Regions from separate parts of the Zea mays genome. Here all the other regions are linked to region 3. A link is a contact called in public Hi-C data. All regions are on one chromosome and are shown on one strand. The core of a region is the stretch at or near the end of the contact, and the rest is flanking DNA. Distances in the headings are between cores, read along the strand shown.

Region 1 (3,052 bases), core at 258-2,757, 240 kb before region 3:
TTGACTAATTATAGATAGAAAGATAAACTATGGTCACGAACTCACGGATTTCACGAATGCGTGATACATGATATTACTCTTGCATAATTACCTAGGAGACGCTTAGGGTGTGATTGGTTGCCCGTTCAGGCTTAGGTCTGGCTCGATATGGCATGCGGGCTCGATTGGGCCAGTATCCTTACATGGAACCATTGTTGTTTGGTTGTATGCAGGTTGAGATGAGCTTTTGTTTAGTTGACCGTGTAGACTAGCATTTTTATGAAAAAATGATCAACGCGTATACAGTGAAATAATTGGCTCCTGTGAACTAAAACACAGATGCAGAACTTGGGTATAAAATGGTGGAAACCAACAACATGAATTGAAGATAAAGGGGGAAATTCTAAACTCACGTTCTACTGGGAAACAGGATAAGTTCTCAAGCACGGCATATCTGGAATTATAACAGGCAAGGCCTTATACATAAGCACAACTTATAAGGGGCAGTAAACAAGTTAAACCCCCTGAAAAGACAAAATACAGGAGACAATGAATTGAAAGAATAACAACAAAAACTGAAAATGGTTTCGCACCACAGAAAACAGACCTGCCATCTGGCTGCCATCAGAGCATGAAACAATAAGAAGAGATCTCCACCGTTTAAGTGTTTCTTACAGATACAGTTGCCTCTAGCATTGACAGTTGATATCCCGAATTTCCATTTCCTCCTAACCTCTAAAACCCTAGGAGCTGCCAACTGCAACTGAGACGTGCACCACCCGTTCTGAAGACCATGATTCAGGATTCATCATCGCCGCTCGCCTTCATCTCCTACCAGGACAGCAGAAGTAGAAACCCTACCCCCGAGACCGCCCCACTAGCCCAAAACCCTCCCGCAGTGCACGTTTCTCCGCAGCAAGCAACGGCAGACCAAACGTGACCACGAGAAGCGACCTAATTCCATACGCCATAGACCTGAACATTAGAGCGTGCAAACCATAGACGAGGGGCAGGGCGGTCACGCCAGCCTCGGAAGTTGGAGGAAGGGGAGAGAGTGTGCTCACTCGGCCTGCTTCTTGAAGTCTGCGACGCGGGCGCGCATGGCCTTCTCGATCTCCGCCTCCCTCTCTTGCGCCTCCATGGCGGCGGCGGCTTCGTCGTCGGCGCCCATGAGGTGCCGGTGTTGGCCGCCCTGCCGCAGCTGGAACGAGATCCTCTGACGTTGGGGACCGCGGCTGGCCCCGTCGCTCGTGGTCGCCTCCGTTTGCTACTGATGCCGTTTTCAAGTCTCGGCGTAAACACTCCAATTGCTGCCGCCTGCCGGTACTGTGTGATCTTGAGGGACTCGCGGTCACGTTGGGTCTGGATCTGGACTCATCCGGGTCGGACGACTCACATGGGCCTGGGCTGAGCTGGACCGGGCGGTCATATCACGCTGTGGGATTGGTGGCCCGATTGCTTTTGCTTCTCCCCAGCGCCCACCTTGTATACCTGGGCGTAGCCTTGGAGGTTAATTACAACTTCCCACAGATAGATTCCGCGGGCTGCGAGCATCCCCCACCTCATCGGCCCCCGCGTGCGGCGGCGGGCGACTCTACCTGACCTGGCCTGCGTCCTCCCGCTTTCCAGCCAGCAAGCCAGACTCCGCCCCTCTCCGAAGGCTCCGATCGTCTGGTTTCGTCCAGATCCGGCTCCGCTGAGGCTCTAGATCGCGTCGCGCACGATGCAACGCGACCTGTCGCGGTCGCTGTCTCCGCCGCGCCGGCGTCGGCGGTCGCCATCACCCGAGCGGTACCGCGGCCGGAGGGGCCGTAGGGACCGAAGCCCTAGCCGTAGCAGGTCCCCCTATCGCCCCTCGTATAGGTGACCACATCTCCCGACACACGCCACAGAAATCTGGCGAGTCTTCGTTTTATTTTTTTGGGGTTTGTACTGTAAAAAATTTGAGGCGATGCTGATCGCCTTCATTCGAATTTTGTACTATAGCTTGGTTTGTGACTGTTAGAGGTGGATAGTGTGGTAGTATATTGTGCCATATCATACTTGAATTAAATATGATTATGAACGTCAAATTTCATAACACCATGATTTCTGATTTCCAAGGGGAAAATGATTTGGATGCTTTTGCATTACAGAATTAAAATAAAAATGCTTCGATGCAGCATGGAATATATCAGCAGATGAAGCTTAGATATAGTTATGCCATGTTTTGCATTACCTGCCTATACAGACTAACAAGAGTTGTTTTCGTAAAACGCATGGAATCTACAAAGATTTTACTCTGTGCTGTATTGCTGTGGAATGCTCTACCCCTGTAACAGTGTCTAAGGTAACTGCTTTTGCCCATGTTTTAGGGCTTCAAGAGATAATGGTAATTCCTTGTCTATTGTTGTGATGATCCTAATTTTATCCTTACAGTGCTCATCTTTGTCTTGCAGAAGGAGGAGCCCTTTCCCATCCCCGAGAAGGCGTGAGAGCTGTTCTCCATCTCCTAGGAGGCGCAATAGTCCACCTCCATCACGGAAGCGTTACAGAAGAAAGAGCAGTCCGAGTGTCATTAGCTCTCCAGTTACTGCATCTCAAAGTTCCCACCTTGGGTTGGAAGAGAATAAGAATGCTATTGATACGCAAAGGCTACAAGAAGAAAAGAAAAGGTGGGAAGTATCTGCTTTACTATGCAGTCTACATTATTTTTTCCTACAGAGTCAAATGTTTACTGTTGCACCCTTTGCATAACTCTTCTGTGATGCTAACAATGAAATTGTGCTGATTTAGTTGCTATTTGCACTGGAATGTGTCACAAGGTCAGCTCTATTTGACAATCTGTTGTCCATCTGTTTTCCAGAGTACATATGTGCAATATTATTTTGGATTTTGCAAGTATTACAGATATAAATACGACTTGAATATCTGACAGCTGTGTGTGAATCACTTAGGTTATATGAGACGATTGTGGCTTAAGGTGCAAGTTTAAATTCAGTAGTTGCGTCTGTATTCCTTGAAATTGCAGCTTTACGTACAGCTACCCCAAAAAAATCATCTATGGTTAACACACTGCAACATATCTTTTTTT
Region 2 (2,899 bases), core at 199-2,698, 180 kb after region 3:
CAAATGAACAACTACAACTAAGGATCAAGTAATAAACAAAAAACAATGCAAATTAAATTCCCCTGAAGTAGACAAAACTACCAAATATCAAATCATGGACATAAATAAAGCATTCAGATCAGTGCAGCCGGCCACCAACAACAATGGTCCAGACATAGATTGGGCACCAACAGCCAATGAACAATGCAATTCATCTGCAGCAGCAGTGACTAGTATACTCTCATTGCAACTAATGATCAGCATTCCACAGAACAAATTCTGCCACCATTTGGACCGGCCAAATCCCCCCACCCATTTCAGGGGTTCACATCTCTGGCATATACTCGAGTCATTTGAAATGTACCTAGTTAATCCAATACATTGCACATATTTCACTCCTGCGCCACCATCTTGCCAACAACACCCTTCCCCTGCAAATGCTCCATCTCCACCATTGTCCCAGCAGATGCCACTGTGGGCAATGCATCATAGGAGGATCCATTATGCCTCCTCCCCGTACCAGCGCTGCTGTCAACCCCAAACCACCTCGCCACCCCGAGGAGCACCCCCGCCACGATGGCAGTCACGATGACGCAGTGCACGGACAGGGCGAGATCCATGACAGCGACGGCCCTGAGCCTAGCCTCGTCGACGTCGCACCGCGTGGCGGGCGCTGCGGTGCTGCCGGTGTCGAGGAGGCGGTGGCACCCCGTGGGCACGCACGCGTCGACGTAAAGATTGAGCCCGCTCTGCGCCGCCCAGAGCCCGCCCACGGCGCCCGCGCAGGCGAGCCCCGCCTCGGCGACGAAGTGGGCGCCGGCCGCCGTCGTGCCCCTCGGCGCGGAGGCGCAGAGCGACGAGACGAGAGAGGCCGCCGCCGCGGCGAGGAGGAGGAGGCGCGCGACGGCGAGCGCGTGCGCCTGGAGGTCCGAGTCAGGGAACGAGGCGGCGAGGAGGTCTGCCGCGCGGGCGAGCAGGAGGAGCGGCAGGGTGAGGAGGAGCGGGCGGAGGAGCGGGAGGTGGGGAGGGAGGAAGGGGAGCGGGAGGAGCGGGAGCAGTGGAGGGAGGAGGAGAAGCGGCAGTAGGGGCGTGGAGGCGAGCGGGAGGAAGGCGAAGGGGAGCGCGAGGAGCGGCGGGAGGAGGCGGATGAGCGGGTGGCGGAGCAGGCGGATGAGGTGGTGGTGGAGGGAGGAGGGCGAGCGGTGGGAGACGGCGGCCACGATGAGGTGGGAGAGGGAGGCGGCGAGGAGGGAGAAAGAGAGGGCGAGGTGGCACGCGAGAAGCAGCGCCTCCGCCATTAGGGTCAGTTGGAGCAGGCCGAGGTCCCGAGGAGGACGAGCGATCGATGCCTGAATTTTTTAGCAGGGTAGGGCGGCGAGAAGTGCGGCAGAGCGGAGGAGGGAGAGCGCGGTCAGCCGTGCACGCGAGGAGGACGGAGAGGGACACCGGTTGCCGCCGGTATTCGGTCGTCCCGCCATAGACCCGGTTGAAGCACACACTAACGATAAAAAGGACTTGAAAATTAACGTTCCGTTTTCTAATTTTGTTTAGTCCATTTAACGATCATGCTTTTCTACATCAAAAGAGATTTATATTACACATTAGCAAGGCCTAGCACGCTCATAGCCAACACATGACCTTCAACGCCGTGAGGAATTTAGCAAATTAGGTCACTCGTAGTTGACGTTATTCAAAATAGGCAGCCACTCGTAGCCATTGTAAAATTGGGTCGCTCTGGTAGTGTTTGTTTGTTAAAACGCCCCCACCGAGTTCTTTAGACATCTGACAAGTGGAAAATACCCTCTCCGTCTCTTGACGCCGTCTTGCTTAGTATCTTCTTCGTCTCTCCGTCTTCAACACGGACACACAAAAATCATCACAGTATAGACGTAGGTCTGGTGAGTGTCGCCCACGACGTCGGCCCCTGTCTAGCATAAGGTGCTCAGTTACTGAACCTGTGATTATGTTCCATGTCGAGTATTGAAAGGTACATTTTCAATTTCGGTTTACGAGAAGTCGAGAACCATGCCGAGTTTCAGTTTCTGTCTCAAGTTCACAAGTTTCAGTCCCTAGTTTTTGTCCCAAGTTCACAAGTTTCTGTCCCGAGCTTATGTCCCAAGTTTCAGTTTGAGTTCACAGTTTTAGTTGATATGTAGTTCATAAAAATCGCCTAAAGGGGGTGAAAAGGCGTGTTGGGCTTTTGCTTTTGAATCCTTCGGGATGTCAAAACCAAGACAACATAAATTAATATGTTGCCGGCTTCTTCCTTCATTTGGACAACTCGGTGATGCCAGAGCCAACCCATATTGGTTTTAGCAATTAAGCAAGTGTCAAGTTCAACATTTTCATTTGTGAAATCAACTACATATAATTGACCTTTTGAGACTCCCTTAAAAGCAACTGAATCATCACTTCTTCTAAAAACGGTAACACCAACATTTGTAAATAGAAAATTGTAGCCCATATGACATTATTGAGAAGCAGAAAGCAGATTGTAATCTAAAGCATCTACAAGGAATACATTTGAAATAGAATGGTCAAGAGATATAGCAATTTTACCTAGACCTCTTAGCAGACCTTGATTCCCATCCTCGAATGTGATTGCCTTTTGGGGATCATCATTTTTCTCATATGAGGAGAACATCTTCTTCTCCCCAATCATATGGTTAGTGCATCCGCTATCTATTATCCAACTTATTCCACCGGATGCATAAACCTACAACATAGATTTAGGCCTTGTTCGTAGGTACCCAAACGGTCTTGGGTCCTTTCACATTAGAAACAAGCACCTTGGGTACCTAGACACAAGTTCTTGGACTCTTGTGCCTGCCTCCAACATATTTGACAACTACTCTTTGCCAGATTTGCTAGTAAGAACATAAGATACATCAAATGTCTTAAAAGACAATTTGGGCTCAAT
Region 3 (3,170 bases), core at 513-3,012:
TGAACAATGGCGCACTATTTTATAATAGAATATAACTATTGGGGGGGCGTACCCAGTGCCGTAGGCTTCCCGCACTGTGCAGGGTCTGGGGAAGGGTATCTTTAAGCGTCAAGCCTTACCCGCATAATATGCAGAGGCTTGGGCTCGAACCCGGGACCTTCCGGTTACAAACGGTAGGCTCTACCGCTGCACCAGGCCCGCCCTTCAATAGAATATAACTATTAAATTCTATAATTTTTTACTACAGAAACACCTTTCAACAAAGTCGTAACATATAACTTTCACGTTTAGAAATTTCAAAAAGTTTGAGTCCTGTGCAAAATGTCATGAATTTTGGTACCAGAGGTAGCATCTTTGTTGAAATCTTGAGGAAATATAAGTTTCACTTCTGGCAACATATGGGTAAACTCATATAGTGTTAAAAATATTATCTTTATATGCAAAGAAAGAAATAGAACGATAATATGCTTGGTCAAATAATCTACATTTAATAAATTACAGAATCAAAGTAGCACTCAATTGTTGGAACATGGCACTCCAATGGCTGAATGGCGTACCATGTAAATTGGAACTTTGAAAGTTAGTCCCTTGTGCTGCGTACGTGGGAAGTGAACACAAGAACATTCAAATTTTCATAAAAATGGTTACATGAAGAGGAAAACGACTCCATTGGTTATCTATTGCATCTTCATATTTTTGTACATGGAGTTGTCTCTAAAAAAATCAGTATTCAGCTGTAAATGAAATTTATTTATCTATTTGACATCTACCCAAGATAGAGTTTGCTTTCTGCCAAACACGAACACATAATCCCCAAAATAACCAGTTATCCCATGCTGGATCCTTTAGTGACAGAAAATCTAAAACTATCCTTGATTGCTCCAAAGGTTTCATAGTATGTGAATTTGTATGCTACAAACCTTGAGAAGAAATATGCATAGAAAACCAAATGCACAAGCCTGTAAGAGGTTTTTTTATGAGGCTAATTAAGATTCATATAAACCTTGTTGCAGTAGCTGATTTTTAAACTGTAATTTCTGCAGCTAAAATCTAGCATGATTGCAGAATCAGTTCAGAATGCAGAAACCACAAGCCCCATTGTGGCCACACTGCCACAAGGATCGATCAATTTGCAGCACTTCATTGTGAAAGAGCTAACCTATTGAGAACAAGATGGCAGAATCGTAATCGTAGATTGTTGTGTCGTGCTAGTGTTAACTGTTTTTTTTTAAGTTTCTGCTAAGTGCTAACTGGTTGAGCTGACTAAAGTCACTTAAAAGCTAATCCAAGTATCTAACCATACCAAAATCACATGAACCTAACAATAAGTAGCAAAAATAGCAACAAATTAGGCGACGGATGGATGAAAAATTCAGTCAGCACGGACCAGCGCTCCCTGTGAACCCGGAGATGAACTCCCGCCGTTTATCCTGCTCCGACACGTACTCGCTCTGCACAAACAATCCACAGCCAGGATCAATCCGTAGAACGAACCGATCAAATAAAACCCTAACGCTAGCCCAGCGGACCCCAACAGGAGATCCGATCCACCCCCGATCTGCGCGGGGGCGTGGCGCGGCACGGACCTGGTGGGCATCCTCGGAGGGGACGACCAGCCCGTGGAGCGGCGGCGAGTGGGCCGCCATCAGCGCGCGAATCCCATCAAGATGCTCGTCCCTCGCCGACGCCATTGTTTCGTCCGCCGGCGCCGCCGCAATCCGCACTCTTCCTCCGCTGGGCAGGTGCTGAAAGCGGAGCAGTTTGTTGGAAGTACTCCTTTCTGACGGGGAAAACGGAACGGAAAATAAATATCTCCCCTCGGGACGCACAATGGAAAGCCGTCGGCCTGATCTTTGAACTGTGGATTTATCGGCGGCGAGGATTGATTTTCTTTGCCTTTTTCTTCTTTTCCAATTCAAAGTCGAGTGTTTTCGGATTTGATCCGCACGACTAAAAATTTTAGTCCTACCATATTAGATATTTAAATATTAGTTAGTTTAATTTATATCTCTTTTCTACTATTATAATACAACAGTTTCATACCCACCTAACTAGCATAACATATACTGATTGCATCGGAAAAAAAAAGCTACGCTCAAGGGGAATCGAGCTTGAAAGCTCTAGTCTAGAATGCCTCGAGAGGTGCTACAGCAACCAATCGAACTTAATTGTTTTGATGATGTTAATGCACTCATATCCCTATTTAATAAAGGCAAACAGGAAAAATTCCATGATAATTAATCACTCCTTGGTATGCACAATCATGTCCTAAACGACTACCTTTACTGCACCGGAGGAAGTATGTCTCTGTGTTTTATATTTTATACTTGTAAATAGAAACTATAGTAATGTACGTGTACTTTGTTCTATGTATATATAGAGATCTATATGTATAAGCATCAATTTCAACATGTTCCATCATCGTCATAAAGTAAAAATGTACATAAATATCTTGGTTATTGGCTCCACATTCACACTACAACATACATATTTTTTGTTTTAAATTCTATACTCAGACATAATATAAAAAGTCTACCAATATCATATATGGAAATCATAGCAATGCACATGTATCTAACTAGTTATAAACTAATTACATAGATAAGAAACGGTAAAACAAGTTTATTAGGAACATCTACAACAGTGACTTAAATTAGTGCCATGTTTTTAAATATAGGTCTCAACCCATAAAAAATAGCTCTAACGGTGTTTTATTTTATAAATTTTTATCAAAAAATATAGAGCACATCATGAAGGTATCCAAATATACTACACTTCATATTAGTGACAATCCTTATTTCTATATCGTTCTTAGCATTTCATCTTTTAATAATATAATTTACTTCTTAACATACATGATTTAGGGCCTAATCGTTGGAGCTCAATTTATTTTAAATGTTCTAAACTCTTTAAATGATGTAGTATTTTAATTTTTTGGGGCACTATTTTTAAGCACCTTGTTGGAGATGCTCTAAGGAGTGTTTGTGACTCCTTTACTCCACCATTTTTAGCACTGCTCTACTATCTCCATTGTGGAGTGGCTCCACCGTGGAATTTGCATAGTTTTAAACTGTTTGGTTTGTAAGATAACTCCAACTTCAATTAATAATATAAAATATCTATTATATATTTTATAGATCTATTATTGATTGGTAAAAAATATTCAAATG

What was found. Hi-C and Micro-C count contacts between places; a contact is called where the count stands out from the background.
Region 1: a Hi-C map of ear shows a contact between it and region 3, with 1.9 times the contacts expected there. The contact joins the promoter of LOC100286281 here to the promoter of LOC100273786 in region 3. A contact is called at or near these places in 3 of 25 Hi-C or Micro-C datasets (bundle sheath, ear and tassel).
Region 2: a Hi-C map of ear shows a contact between it and region 3, with 3 times the contacts expected there. The contact joins the promoter of LOC100383197 here to the promoter of LOC100273786 in region 3. A contact is called at or near these places in 9 of 25 Hi-C or Micro-C datasets (bundle sheath, ear, leaf and 2 more) and 1 of 3 datasets of contacts at active chromatin or transcription factors (leaf).

Annotation. Positions count from the first base shown.
Region 1 is chr2:231,106,070-231,109,121 of Zm-B73-REFERENCE-NAM-5.0, reverse strand. LOC100286281 (virulent strain associated lipoprotein) reads left to right here and starts at 1,507. Exons shown (of 3, transcript NM_001165736.1): 1 at 1,507-2,633. The coding sequence starts at 2,374. It overlaps LOC100278623, which reads right to left and starts at 1,317. Exons shown (of 9, transcript NM_001357827.1): 1 at 1,044-1,317. The coding sequence starts at 1,150.
Region 2 is chr2:230,684,340-230,687,238 of Zm-B73-REFERENCE-NAM-5.0, reverse strand. It overlaps LOC100383197, which reads right to left and starts at 1,448. Exons shown (of 1, transcript NM_001175859.1): 1 at 70-1,448. The coding sequence starts at 1,277. The coding sequence ends at 372.
Region 3 is chr2:230,865,197-230,868,366 of Zm-B73-REFERENCE-NAM-5.0, reverse strand. It overlaps LOC100273786, which reads right to left and starts at 1,762. Exons shown (of 16, transcript NM_001157961.2): 1 at 1,587-1,762; 2 at 1,388-1,451. The coding sequence starts at 1,691.